Regions from separate parts of the Gossypium hirsutum genome. Here region 1 is linked to region 2. The links are chromatin contacts, called in public Hi-C maps. All regions are on one chromosome and are shown on one strand. The core of a region is the stretch at or near the end of the contact, and the rest is flanking DNA. Distances in the headings are between cores, read along the strand shown. Region 1 has its middle 4.5 kb from the start of LOC107914411. Region 2 holds the start of LOC107914189.

What was found. A called contact is a pair of places that touch in the nucleus more often than the background predicts.
Region 1: a contact with region 2 is called in a Hi-C map of leaf, with 2.2 times the contacts expected there. The contact joins the enhancer-like site here to the promoter of LOC107914189 in region 2. A contact is called at or near these places in 6 of 34 Hi-C or Micro-C datasets (anther, leaf and seedling).

The regions. Positions count from the first base shown.
Region 1 is chrD10:10,215,166-10,220,068 of Gossypium_hirsutum_v2.1, reverse strand. No RefSeq gene overlaps it. Among protein-coding and RNA genes, the nearest start is that of LOC107914411, 4.5 kb to the left of the region's middle. Within about 2 kb of position 1,683, at least 1 of the 9 cell types and tissues checked has an H3K27ac peak or open chromatin away from gene starts, as enhancers often do. A contact at or near this core is called in leaf, where this site is marked.
Region 2 is chrD10:10,067,952-10,072,649 of Gossypium_hirsutum_v2.1, reverse strand. LOC107914189 reads right to left here and starts at 2,215. Exons shown (of 12, transcript XM_041103083.1): 1 at 1,921-2,215; 2 at 1,820-1,838; 3 at 934-1,155; 4 at 759-836; 5 at 555-679; 6 at 311-471. The coding sequence starts at 1,038.

The sequences.
Region 1 (4,903 bases), core at 434-2,933, 150 kb before region 2:
AATAAGTTTTATATACAACTAAATTATTACACTAGTAACCAAATGTCTTTTGTAGATATAGGATGCATTTGGATGAAGAATTTAAAATTTTATTAGAGTGTTCTTAGATGAAGAAATTTAAAATTTTGGAGAATTTTAAAATGCTAATATTTCAAAATTCTTAAATTCAAAATACTAGTAATTGTAATTGTTTAGTATAGATAAATAATTTGTTTTAAGAAAAATTGGGTTATTTGAATTTTATAAATAAAAAAAACAATATTAAAAGAAAAAATAAAGATATTAGAAATGAATAATATAGACAATATTGATATCATTAGATTTATAGAAATTTATAAATATTTTTTAATAAAATAAAATTTAAAATATATATTAAAATTAAGTAAATTGAAGTTTATTTTTTTTTATTTTATAGTGAGATAATGTGTATTAAAAATAAAATTATGAGGAATTAAAGAAAAACACAAGTGCAATTTGAAAAAGGAAATTGAATAAATTAAATCTCCACGTAAAGTTGTTCCTAAAATTTCAATTTCTTCACTATTTTTTTCCCAGACAAATAAATTTAATTTTAGAATTTTAAAAATTTTGATATAAATGAAATCTATCCTTTAAATTCGTTATTTAAAGTGGGTTTGGATGGAGGATTTGGAGTGCTTTCATTTGTATCAATATTTTTAAAATTCTAAAAGTGAATTTATTTGTTCGGATAAAAATTTAGTGAATTTCAAGAGTAGATTTCAGCAGCTTTCCTTTTCAAATTTCATCTAAATAGGTGATTTTTCAAAATTTCTTATAATTATATTTCATTTAACACATAGATAATTACTAAAACTTCAAAAAATCTTTTTTATTTAATTCTAATATTTATATTTAAAATTTTTAATTTATTAAAAATATTTATAAAATTTTACCAATATAATGATATATAGGTTTTTTTTATTATAATTATTCATATTTTTTAATTCTTAAAAATCCAACAGCCTAATTTTTATGAAAACAATTATTTATCCAAACAAACTATGATTAATGCTAGCATTATAAAAATTCATCCAAGCATTCTCTTTGGGGTTTTTAAAATTCTAACCTTTTTCTAGTAGTTATAAATACATTGTTTGCTTTAGAAGTATTTAGGTTGGAATGATGATTTTAAAAATAAATAATGCAATATGATATCATTAGATTTGTAAAAGTTTATAAATATTTTCAATAAAAAAAATGATATTTTGATATTTATGTTTATTCTATTTTATAATGTGGAATTTTGAAAAAAAAAACAATATCTTTAAGTAGAATTTGAAAAGAGAAATTTGTCCTGAAATATTTTATAAATTTTGAAATGTTCTATTATTTTTACTGAAAAAGTTTGAAAAAATCGATAAAAATGGAATTATTCTTCAAAAATGGTCACATTTGTATAAAAATTTGGACCACTATAACTTAAAAGGTCAACGCAAGTTGTGTTCGAAGTGAAAGAAAAAGAAAAAAAAGATTATATGAACAAGTGGTTAAAAATAGCAGCAGGATTTGAAATAAAACGAGGATTGATGCGAGGGTTTTAACTATGATATCAACAAGAGATTTTAAAAATGTAAAATTTAAATGGATTGAGGAATATTAAATAAAGGAAGAGCAGGCAGTGAAAGGAAAATAAGTGAATGGTAATAATTGGTAGAGTATGGTTCGGTCAAGAGAAACCCGTGACCACTCCTCATCACTACCGCCTCTTTCTTTTGTTTTCTTTCGCGACTCACTTTCTCTTTCTTTAATTGTTTATTGTTCCTTCCGCGCAGTTTTTTTAAAAATGCGTATCCATCTTTTTGTTTCTCTATTTCACTTACATCCTACTTCAACTTTTCTTCTCCCATTTTTTACCAATTTGAAATTTTTTAAAAAATTCAAAATATATAAATAAATTCTTTTTTTCAAAAAATTTAATATTTTTTTGGTATAATTATAGGTATCCTGACTTCTAATCCGTTTTTTTATTCTGAGTCTAATCATGTTCAAACTGGAGGTGGTATTCAACTAAAACTTTCTCAACAGTATCATATTTATAGAGTTTTATTTGTGTTATGTGGGTGGGTTATCATGATTCATTTTCTTTGGCTTGTGAGTACAATGTTGGTTTTTAATTGTAAGGTTGAATGTGTTTATTTTGAGAGGTTGTTGTTTTATTTAAGGTGTGTATTAGTTGTCTTATCTCTTGTTACTTTACCTCCTACGAGGTTTTATATGATATATAATATAAATTATTTTTACTAAAATAAACTTTGATCAAATGGAAATCTTTTGCACCGAAAAAGAGTCTAAATTCAGTAAAATTACTATAGAGGTCTCTGTACTAGAAGTCATATTGCATTTTGTTCTCTTTACTAAAAACATAGGTAAATTAATCCCTGTAAGTTAGATTAAAGAGAAAATTGATCCTTTTTGTTAAAAAAATTATTCATTTGTTCTGTTAAAAATTGGTGTAGTTAACGGAATAACCAGGCAGTAACATGTGACGTGTCACGTTTATCTCATGATGATGTATGAGGATCAGTCTTTAACAGTGGAAATGAATGAAATTTTTAATAGAAGAGCATGTTTGCTCTTTGATCTAACATACAGAAACTAAATTACTTATACTTTTTTGAGTAAAGAGAACAAAATGCAATCCAACTAATATAAGGACCTTTATAATAATTTTACCATCCAAATTCCCATGCATTTTTTTGTGATTCAATTATACTCAAGGTATTGTTGACAAAATGTTTATAATTATAAAATGAATCCAACAAGTTGCTGCTGCCAGATCTTTTAAAGTAAAGCTTTCTAATAGATTTTTTTGTATGATTACACAGGTTAATTGTATATATTAATTAAAATATAATTTATTTTTAATTTAATATTAAATAATTTAAAAGAATTGATGACACAAAGAAAAATATATGTTTAAAATGAAGAAATTAAAATGCTACACTAAAATATATAATGTTAGGAATAAAAATTAAACAAGAAATAGGCTTCAAGCTTAATGGTTAAGAGCTAAGCTTTCCCTTTGTGTTATTAGGTTCAAGGCACTCTTTTCCTAAAGCAGTCATTTTATTTTTAATAGCAATAGGTAAATTGTTGTGCCGCCCCTTAAGATTTTCAAACCTTAGGTATTTAGTTCATTTTTTCACGATTAGACTTGTCATTTTGTTTTGTTCTCAATTCCTATTAGAATTTTGCCTTCTTCTCTCTATTTCTTCACGTTTTTCTTTTCTTTCATCTTTTTTGCATCATATTTTTCATCTTTTTGCTTTGAATTATTTTGTTTTTTTCTAGATTAATGCATCTTCCATTCAATCGTTTTTCTACCGATTTCGTAATTGTCATCAATAACATCCCGATCTTTGCCAAGAAATAGTAAGTACACCTTGTTACGAAGTTTAGATCCTGAATTTTTGTAGTATTTCTATCTGACGCTAATATTATGTCCGATTAAACAATCTTTTACAGTTCTTGCCAAATATTTTGTTAATCTTTTCAGATCTTGAAATGAATTGTTAATTCTGGTGTTAATGTCGCTTGAAGGACTGCATTTAGGAGAAGCGGATCAAAATAAGGTGTGAGGAACGTCGGTTGGACTTTCGGTGAAATGTGTGTGTTCTTCCCAAGTGAATTGGTAGTGATTGTGTGTAGGGTTAGGGTTACACGACCACCACACGACCATGAACCTCTATAAACCCTAAGTTAGTTCATGAATCACATGGCCACAGCTCTTTCACACGGTCGTGTCTCTCTTGTAGGGTAATTTTAATGTTTACCTCACGGTAATAGTCTTTTACACGGCCTGGCCACACGGCTGTGTAACCTCTTCATACGACCTGTAGCATCTCATACGGCTTGACCACACGGTTGTGTGACTCCTGTTTTTATAGTTTTGTCTAAAATTTTGTGAATTGTTCTGTTTAGTGCCTACACAGTCCCTAAACTATTTTTATAGTTTTATTTCTCTCAATTGAATCCTGATAATATGTGTATTGGAATCCATGATCTAAGTGATTGAATAATTACTGTTATATACATAATATGGGAACAATACATGCCTACTGCTATCGTTAAACCAAATGCATGTTAAGCAAGTTTATTACTACTGTAATGATATGTTATAATGCATGTTAATTGCTACTTTATCGACTTGTTATAAGCATGTTTATTGCTCCCTATTGATCTATTATAGGCATGATAATTCCTACTATATTGACTTATTATAAGCATGTTATTACTACCGTATTGATATGTTATAAGCATGTCATGTTGCATTGCATGGGGGGAGACGTTATAAATGAATGAAGAGTCAGCAGTTTATCTGCAACTACCAGTGGTTCATACACAACTTACTAGCAACTTTTATCTACATCGGTGGGTGGTCATCTAACCCTTTCTTGATCAGTTCGTTGTTGTGTTCATCGACATCTTAGTTTATTGAAAAACCAAAGTTGAACATGATGAATACCTTAGGAAAGTTTTACAAATACTCTGCAAAAAGAAACTATATGTGAATTGAGTAAGTGTCAATTCTGGCTTAAGGAAGTCATGTTTCTGGGTTATGTGGTATCTGCAGAGGGTGTCCGTGTAGATTTGAAAAAAATAGAGGTTATTCTGGAATGGAAAAAACCCAAAAATGTTTCTAAGATATGTAGTTTTCTTGGTTTAGTCGAATATTATAGGAGATTTTTTGAAGGGTTTTATCTAATCACTGCTCTTCTAACGTAGTTGTTGAGGAAGAATGTTTCGTGTAAAAGGACAGACGATCAACAAGCTAGCTTTGAAAAGCTAAAAGTTGTGTTAACTCAAGCTCTCGTATTAATTCAGCCTAAGTTAGGAAAACAGTATATGGTGTATAGCGACGCATCCTACACTGGTCTTGGTT
Region 2 (4,698 bases), core at 966-3,465:
TAAAAAAGAATTAAAGGAAGTTTTTCACAAAAATGTGTGATATTAATCAAGTAACTTAATTAATACCTTAATAAGTTATTGAAGATACTGAAGCAGAAAGGTGAGTTAAATTATAATATTCTAATTGGTGCATAAAATTAACTTACTTTTGCTACATGTTTAGATAGTTAACCATCATTATAATATTAACTTACTTTTGCTACATGTTATAATTCCCAGGGAAAACTAAGAAATAGAGCATTTACAACATATTTAGTCATTCCACACAGAGATGCGCAAAGGTTATATTTGGAAGAAGCAAAGCATAAACCTCTTAGCATACTAAAAGTTATAAGTTCATCTATTAGTTTTTGGCGAGCAATGTCAAGCCTCCCTTTCATAAAATGCTTCTTCAGCTTCATCCAATAGCCACATACATTGTAACCATCGACGAGCAATACAGGGACAGCATCATCTAAACCCTGGTTGGTACTGTAAAAACTTTTAGCACCAAGAAGCTGAAAAGTGAATTGATTCAACAAATGATCTAAGAAATAAACTTAGACAGTGCTTACTAATAAAGGGTCGTTGTAGGATCACGATAAAGCTCTATGTCTTCAGGAAGCTCCTCCTTTTGCACCTTCTTTCTCCTATAACTAGTTGCAGGCTTAGGTGCACTAGATTTACTCTTTTGGAATTCCTACAGGAATTTTTCTCATATAATTAAAGAATTTAAGATAAAGTGTTTACAATAAAACAGCAGCTTAATGCTTACATACCTTCCACAACTTCAAAAACTGCAAGTTCTGCTTGACATTGGACGTGATTCTTGGAGGAGCTGATTCAGGACCCTTACCCTATCAATGGTAAAGCTAGATTGTCAGAGACAGTCTAGTCTAAATGGAAGGGCAAAGCTCCAAATAATCAAAAGAAAAATTGGTCCAAAACAGAAACCTTATGGGGAGAAGGAGAAGAGGACTTGTTGAGGATGACTGCCAAACCCTTATAGCTAGCGGAATCGCTGCAGCAATGATGAAGTGAAAGACTGATAATTCTCATCTTCCGGGAAGACCACTACATCATTAGCTCTGTCCCTTTCCGTCGCATTTAACCGGAAAACCTGAAAAGCCTCTTTCTGCGATCTACCGCTAAGTTCACTACGGATTGGAGAGCTTCCTAGAAACACATCATCATTATTCTCGTTACTTTTTTATGGATAACCGGTTGGAAAGAAACGTCACCACAAGAATTTTCCAACACCACCAGTTTTCAGGCAGGGTTTTTTATAAAGCATCCCTAAACTTAACAATTTTTACCAACTTAGTCCCTTTTTTCAGTCCATTTTTATTTTGTAATTTGACAAAAACAAAATTAAAAATATATAATATTAGTACCTGAACTTATCCAGATTGGTACCTATTATTTTTTTTTGTTCTAGATTAGTATCAATTTTTTTTCCTGTCCACTAGTTTGGTACGTGACGTGACCTACATTATTTAAACAAATATTTTTTTTAAAAACTTTTTTTTTTACTTTTCTCCCCCAATTTTTTGTTGTGTTTCTTCTTATCCTACATCTTTCTTCTTCTTCCTTCAACCCAAGTTACTACCTTGGTCGCCATTGCCGGTTAGCTTCCTTTTCCATCTAAAAATGGTACTGGAGTATAGCTCTCCGTTCACTCACCACCAATGATTTATAGAGAAAGGGGAGTGTACTTGAGTCTTAACCTTATTTTGCTATAATTTTCTACTTTTGTGGTTTGGAAAAATTCCAGGAAAAATAGAAAGGGAATGGTGGCCATGGCTTTGCAGTGATTTAAAACAATTGCATTGAAGTGTACCTGAGTCTAATTTCGTAAACTGCAAAAATCCCAAACAAGATTTAAGAAAAAACAAAAACCAAAAAAAAAATATAGAGAAAGGGGAGACCAAAGATCCTTACAATCCCAAATAGCTGATTCGAAAAGTGATGTTGCCATCAGCAAAAAGAAAGGGCTGTATTAACATTCGGAGAGTTTACGGCCACGGAAGAGACGATCCCGATGAGCCAAAACGACGTAGTATTCAAAAAAAAAAAGGAAAGCAAGGAAGAATACTACTATGAAAGAAGGTAGTAAAGGAAATGATAAGATTTGTAACGTTCAAGAGGGCGCTTAAATAGCAGTAATAAAATTTTGAGGAAAAAGTTCCCACAGTCGTTAGAACCACTCTCTGTTTTGCAAAACATCGCCAATCAACTGTCAAATTCATTTGTTAACCCAAAAAGAATTACAAAATATTAGATACTAGCTGAAAATGCTTCAATACGAATTAATGTCTCACTAAAGCAAATTGTTAATGTAAAAGAAAGTAATCAACGCCTGAAGCATGAGAATTAGTTAGTTCCAAATATAAAAATCCTCGTAAAAGGAAAGAAGTAAATATTTAAAATGATCATATTATGGGCAAGTGCCCAAAAAGAGGCTAAAGATATAACTAATCAAAAAATCCAATAACTAATCAAAAAACCCAAAAGGAGATTTAAGTACCTAAAAATGGTGATAACGAAGAGAACTCGATAAGTGATGTTACTTCAGTAAAAAGATAGAATCGGAAAAATATAGTTATTGACAATAATTTTGCTTATAATGTTGTTATTTAAATAGAAAAAGAAAATGCATATCCTGAACTTAAATCTATTGAGGAATGTAGAAATGGAAAAGATTAGTCAAAATGGAAAGATAAAATTCAAGCAGAATTGAATTTACTTTCTAAATGTGATATTTTTGGACTTGTATTTCAAACACCTAACGATGTAAAGCCAATAGGATATAAATGGGTATTTGTGTGAAAAAAAAATGAGAAAAATGAAGTTATAAGATATAAAGAACGACTTGTAGCACAAGGATTTTTGCAAATGGCCGACATTGATTACAATAAGATATATTATCCTATGGTGGATGTAATCATGTTTAGATATTTTATTAGTCTGGTAACACGTGAAAAACTTGACATGCGTCTAATGGATGTTATTACAGTCTATTTGTATGGTACACTTGATAGTAAAATTTATATGAAAATCCTTGAAGAATTTAAAATCCCTGAAGGATTTAAAATCCCTGAAGGATATAGAGTTTCTTGGGAAAATTGATGGATCAGATTAAAGAAAAATTTATATGGATTAAAACAATTTAGACGTATGTGGTACAATCGTCTTAGTGAATATTTGTTAAAATAATATTATAAAAACTATTCAATTTGTCCATGATTCTTCATAAAAAGGTTTGGATCATATTTTATGATAATTTCTGTTTATGTTGATGATCTAAATATTATTGGAAGTTCTGAAGAGTTTCAAAATGCAGTAAATTGTTTAAAGAAAGAATTTGAGATAAAATATCTTGAAAAAACAAAGTTTTTTCTTAACCTGCAGATTGAACATTTAAAAGATGGAATCCATGTCCATCAGTCAACTTATACAGAAAAGATCTTAAAGAAATTTACATGGATAAAACACATCCATTGAGTACCCCAGTGGTTTTTTTTATCGTTAGATATGAATAAAGATAAAATTCATCCTTGCAAGAATGATGAAGAATTTCTTGATCTTGAAATACCATATCTAAGCGTCATAGAAGCATTGATGTATCTTGCAAACAACACAAGACTTGATATAACTTTCGTTGTAAACTTGTTAGCAAGATTTAGTTCTTCTCCAACATGTAGACATTGGAATGAAATTAAACATGTATTTAAATATCTCAGTGGGACCATTGATACGGGATTATTTTATTCAAATTATTCAAAATCCCTATTAGTTGGCTATGATGATGTTGAATATTTATCAGATCCACATAAAAGTAAATCTCAAATGAGATATTTATTTACATGTGGAGATACTGTCATATTATGGCGTTCAACAAAACAAACATTAGTTGCTGCCTCTTCATATCGTGCAGAAATAATTGCAATGCATGAGGCAAGTCGAGAGTGTGTTTGGTTAAGGTTATTGACACAACATTTCTAGTAGATACATAATTTGCCTTTTCAAGAGAATATGTCAACTATTTTATGCGAAGATAATGCAACATGTATATCTTAATTGAAGGGGGTCACATCAAATGTGATAAAATGAAACATATTTCACCAAAATTATTTTTCACTCATGATCTTGAGAAAAAATGTTATATGGAAGTTCAACAAATTCGTTCTAGTGATAATTTAGCATATCTTTTTACCAAGGCATTACCAACTTCAACATTTGAAAGATTACTACACAAGATTGGAGTGCGCCGACTCAAAGATGTAATGTGATGTTGTCATTAGGAGGGAGTCAAAAACATGTTACACTATTTTCCTTTAACCATTTTTTGTCTCATTGGGTTTTCCAGGTAAAAGTTTTTAACGAGGCAACTTATAATAATAGATTATGTACTCTTTTCCTTTATTAGATTTTTATCTCATAAGATTTTTCCTAATAAATTTTTTTACGAGACATTTTCATTGATGGATATCCAATGGAGAGTGTTGCAAATCCATTGATAAATAGATGTCCATAACCCCCTCAAATTTATCTTATTGTAACCCCTAAAGAATGATTGTCTATAATTCCTAAGTTCATTAGTTTGTAACCCCTAAATTAATGTTGGTCATTAATGCTTTATAACTTATGATACTTGAAGCCCTATAAATAAAGGGCATGTACAAGCTTATTATATCCTAAGTGAAAGTTCATTTCATT